Regions from separate parts of the Arabidopsis thaliana genome. Here region 2 is linked to region 1. The links are chromatin contacts, called in public capture Hi-C maps. All regions are on one chromosome and are shown on one strand. Each heading gives the region's core, a stretch centred on a gene start, on an enhancer-like site or on the middle of the called end of the contact. The rest is flanking DNA. Distances are from core to core; before and after follow the strand shown.

What was found. Capture Hi-C pulls out chosen DNA fragments and counts their contacts.
Region 2: a contact with region 1 is called in a capture Hi-C map of root, with 2.0 times the contacts expected there. The contact joins the promoter of AT5G50290 here to the promoter of AT5G50175 in region 1. A contact is called at or near these places in 1 of 2 datasets of contacts at active chromatin or transcription factors (shoot) and 1 of 3 other capture datasets (root).

What each region holds. Positions count from the first base shown.
Region 1 is chr5:20,426,306-20,429,005 of TAIR10.1, forward strand. It overlaps AT5G50175, which reads left to right and starts at 1,444. Exons shown (of 1, transcript NM_001036969.3): 1 at 1,444-2,414. The coding sequence starts at 1,838. The coding sequence ends at 2,176.
Region 2 is chr5:20,460,448-20,463,147 of TAIR10.1, forward strand. AT5G50290 (wall-associated receptor kinase galacturonan-binding protein) reads left to right here and starts at 1,330. Exons shown (of 4, transcript NM_124408.4): 1 at 1,330-1,760; 2 at 2,258-2,668. The coding sequence starts at 1,367. It overlaps EMB1006 (Pentatricopeptide repeat (PPR) superfamily protein), which reads left to right. Exons shown (of 2, transcript NM_124407.2): 2 at 1-1,263. The coding sequence ends at 1,057.

The DNA.
Region 1 (2,700 bases), core at 194-2,693:
TATATCATTCTATTATTGTACTGATATAATGCATTGATAACAACATGTTATTAATTCTAACAATTAATTTTGTTTTCGAAAAATGAGAAAAATAATTATATAAATTAAATAGAATAGAATTTTAATATTTGAAATAATATAGGGAGATTTAGCATTAGAATAACAATATTTAATTATAAATAGTATTATTTTATTTTTATCACCAAAATTCATTTATAATAAAACGTTACAACGTCCATTTTACAACATACTTTTCTATATTAATTCTAGCATTCTTAGCAAGCATATCAGCTATCACATTTGCCTCTCTCTCTTATACACTTAAATTTTAAGCCATGTCTATATTTATAAGATTTTCAATTTCATTCCCTAGTCCCTACCGTATTTGCAAAGCCATGTCACAGATTCTCATTTGTCTACCCCAAATATAGCTGTCAAATGGTCCGTCCAGGGACCATTGGGCGTGTCCGTATGGACAGTTTTTTTTATGGGCCAAGTTGGACGGTCCATAATGGACAATGGTCCGAAAAATGTCCATGCCCAATAAAGACCATGTCCATATGGGCAAGCCCATGTATAGCCCATTTTATTATTGATAAATCAAAAATCATGATTTTAAAGAATTGTGTTTTTGCATTTTGCATTTTTCCGACAAAACGGTAAAATTGTGTTTTTCTTACCAATACAATAAAATCACGATTTTGGCGGAAAAATTATGAAATTGTTTTTTCCCGCCAAAACGGTAGAATCGTAAAATTGTTTTTTCCCGCCAAAACGAAGAATTGTGTTTTCTCACCAAAACTGTAAAATTGTGTTTTTCGCCAATATAATAAAATCACGATTTTGGCAGAAAAATTACGTTTTCCCGCCAAAACCGTAAATTCGGAGAATTGCGTTTTCCCGTCGAAACTGTAAAATTGTGTTCTCGCCAATATAATAAAATCGCGTTTTAGAGGAAATTTGCGGAATTACGTTTTTCCGTCAAAATCGTAAAATCGGAGAATTGTATTTTTCCCTCAATTCATGCCCATGGGCAGCCCATTGTCCATATGGTCAAGCCCATATTATCCGCGGACAAAACTGGTCATATGCCCAATTAGACCATTTGTTTTATGGTCCGGAATATAGCCCGTCCATATGCATTTGGACTGGGCAACCCCATGGGCCGCCTGTCCAATTGACAGTTCTAACCCCAAAGATGAGAGATTCATGAATTTTTCACATCTCTTGAAAATTAGGGTAGCTTCGGTTCGGGATATCTTGATTATCCAAAACAAATAGAAAACTATTTCTCTCATCAAATTGAGTTTTTTTCTCTATAATTGAGTTTGTCATCAAATTGAGTTTTGCAAGGCTAGCTCCGTTTTAACATATATATATATATATATATATATATATATATATATATATATATATAATATTACATCAATCTAATAGCCAATCTTTAAACCTCGAGTTGGTACCTCAGTAACACATCCCAAAAACTGACTCAGCAACCGAACATAACATACACTGCTCCTCAGTTTTTGCCCCGAGATGAGGAATCCCACAATTCCCATGCATCTGTCTGTTCATTGTCTTCATCCATCTTTTTCATTTCTTTAATCCAAAATAGACACCCAATGCCTTTAAGTGTCTCCTACTTCAAACCACTCTCATGAATCATTTCATAACACAACCCATAAAACTCAACCTCCCCCCATGTGCCTTCACATGCATTCCAATGAAACACCACTCAACTAAACTAATTTCCTAAGCCTATTAATTTCCATTTATAAGCATTGTTGTTAACTTAAAAAATTTAAACAACCACTTTTGACTTCACATTCACAAAGCTATGGATCTTTGCAAAAGTAGAGCAACAACCACCATTACTCTCTCATGTCTCATCTTCTTTGTTTCTTCATTCTACACAATCTCCACCGCTAAATCTGTCACGAATCCGCTCTATCAACTCCTTCTGTTCATCGGCTTCTTCCTCGCTGCAGCCTTGTCGCTTGTTTTACTGGTGGCAGCAGCACGAGCCACCATGGTTGCGTGGATAACGGTCCTCGTCTTACTGGCCTTTTCGGGTACACGTCGCCGTGTTTTAGCGCGGAGGGGGAAGACGATCACGGCGGACGTGGCGATGAGCTTGTTCAGGGTTCTGATTAGAGAAGCAAATCCTCGTGGTTAGTCTCATGAAGATTGTTTGTTGTTAGAGAGTATTTACATATCACTTTTGTATATAACAAAAATATATGTATTTTTGTGAATGATTTTTCCCCTTTTGTGTATTTATTTATTCGAATTTTAATTTTAATATATACATAATGTATGTGTGCTTTAAATGTTTATTCAATACTTCTATAGTTACAATTTTCTATAGAATTAATCTTTAGATGTTAAAAAAATGTTTTAATCTTTCTAATACGAAAAATATTTATTGAGTTATTTCATATCATAATCGGGGATTCTGATCGCAATTTTGATATTAAAAATGGTTAAGGAAATAAAACCAAAAATGATCTTAATTTCCTGCCACTGCATATTTCACTATAAATAAATGGGATCAGAAAGTTTACAGTTTTCTTCTCTACTATACTACAAAATTAGTTTAGCTTTCTAAAATAAAATAAGGAAGAAAACCTTAAGTAAAACCAATTACATGTCTAAAATATACTTACAAAAGATCCTCAATTATAAATTTTAAAAAGGTTG
Region 2 (2,700 bases), core at 80-2,579, 34 kb after region 1:
GAAAGGTATCCGTTCAAACACGATTGTGTATAATACGTTGATGGATGCTTACAACAAATCCAACCACATAGAAGAAGTGGAAGGTCTTTTTACTGAAATGAGAGATAAAGGCTTGAAGCCTTCGGCTGCAACTTATAACATTCTTATGGATGCTTATGCTAGAAGGATGCAGCCTGATATCGTTGAGACACTTCTGCGGGAGATGGAGGATTTAGGTTTAGAGCCAAATGTGAAATCGTACACGTGTTTGATTAGTGCGTATGGGAGGACGAAGAAGATGAGTGATATGGCTGCTGATGCTTTCCTGCGGATGAAGAAAGTAGGTTTGAAACCTTCTTCACATTCTTACACAGCTCTTATTCATGCTTACTCGGTTAGCGGGTGGCACGAAAAAGCTTATGCTTCCTTTGAAGAGATGTGTAAGGAGGGGATTAAACCGTCGGTTGAAACATACACATCAGTTCTTGATGCATTCAGACGATCAGGCGACACTGGAAAGCTGATGGAAATTTGGAAACTAATGCTGAGAGAAAAAATCAAAGGGACACGGATAACATATAACACTCTTCTCGATGGGTTTGCCAAGCAAGGACTCTACATTGAAGCAAGGGATGTTGTATCTGAGTTTAGTAAAATGGGTTTGCAGCCGAGTGTCATGACTTACAATATGCTGATGAATGCATACGCACGGGGAGGACAAGATGCAAAACTGCCGCAACTGTTGAAGGAAATGGCTGCTCTTAACTTAAAACCTGATTCCATCACATATTCAACAATGATCTACGCGTTTGTTCGTGTTCGAGACTTCAAAAGGGCATTCTTTTACCACAAGATGATGGTTAAAAGCGGGCAAGTACCAGACCCAAGGTCCTATGAGAAACTTAGGGCGATTCTGGAAGACAAGGCAAAGACAAAGAACAGAAAGGATAAGACTGCCATACTTGGTATAATTAATAGCAAATTCGGTCGGGTTAAAGCTAAGACGAAGGGGAAGAAAGATGAGTTTTGGAAGTACAAGACGAATCGAACTACTTCTCCTGGTCGTCACCGATCTTGAAGGTAGCCTAAAAGCTATATAAATGCTTTAGTGGTACATAGTGAGGATTCTCAAGCTATACGAATCTAGTTGTATTCAATATATGTTCCTCTGTTCTTTGTACTTATAGCCTTATTTATTAGCATTCTAATTTTTTATGTTCCTAGGACATACCTTGGTCATGTGTAGTAAAAAGTGCAAAAGTTTAGCTTTATTATTCCGACAAGCGAAGTATCTCTTAAGTAGCAAGCAATCTTTAGATATAACTCTTAGCTCTCTGCATCAAAGATCACACACATCACTCTCTTGTAAACAACCCAAATAAAGAAAATGAAAATCTTGATCTTGATTCTATCCTTTGTGACACTCTTTGAGATTTGCGTTGTGGACGCATGTCGATCATACTGTGGAAACATAACCGTTGATTATCCGTTTGGGATCCGAAACGGATGTGGGCATCCAGGGTATAGAGATCTATTGTTTTGTATGAACGATGTGTTGATGTTTCACATAAGTTCAGGTTCTTATAGAGTTTTGGACATCGATTACGCATATCAGTCCATAACACTGCATGATCCTCACATGTCGAACTGCGAAACCATCGTGCTCGGTGGCAAAGGCAATGGCTTTGAAGCTGAGGATTGGAGAACTCCATATTTCAATCCTACCTCAGATAATGTCTTTATGTTGATCGGATGTTCTCCTAAATCTCCTATATTTCAAGGTTAGTAAGTTACTACAACAATATTTCAAAAAAAAATCAACTTAAAGATTAAATTTTGATTTATTTACATTCTGTAGGCCACACAACTTTTCAAATTTTAGTTTGCATTTTTCAAATCCGGTTTACAATTTGAGTTCTATTTTTTTTTTTTTTGGGTTTGGTTCATAGAAAACTAGAAGTAAAAAAAAAAATCTAATCTGTTTGATTTGATGAAATTTTGGTTTGATTCGCTTTTGTTTTGAATAATTTCAGATATTAGTAAATTATTAGTACATGAATTATTATGAATTTATGATTACATATATTATGATTCACAGATAATTAAAATTTACTTTTTCTTTTTCAAAAAATCTGTTTTTTTTTTGTAGTTTTAATAATAGCAAAATTCATTTTGGTCATTAGGTTGTTAAGAAACTAAAACCAAGCCGTTTTTAAACACATTTGGATTTCTGTTCCGGTTAAATTCGGTTAATAATCCGGTTACATTTGGTTAATAGGCTTCCCGGAAAAGAAAGTGCCGTGCCGCAACATCTCTGGAATGAGCTGCGAAGAATACATGTCATGTCCAGCTTGGGACATGGTCGGATACAGACAACCGGGTATACATTCCGGGTCAGGTCCACCCATGTGTTGTGGGGTCGGGTTCGAATCCGTAAAAGCGATTAATCTAAGTAAGTTGGAGTGTGAAGGATACAGTAGTGCGTATAATCTAGCACCCTTGAAACTTAGAGGACCCTCTGATTGGGCTTATGGGATACGTGTTAAGTATGAACTCCAAGGAAGTGATGCGTTTTGTCGTGCGTGTGTTGCAACTTCTGGGACTTGTGGCTATGAACCTGCTGATGGTGGAGGGCTTAGACATGTTTGCATGTGTGACAACCATAATTCCACTACAAACTGTGATTCAGGTCAGTTTTGAATTATCAGATTTTTTTAGTTA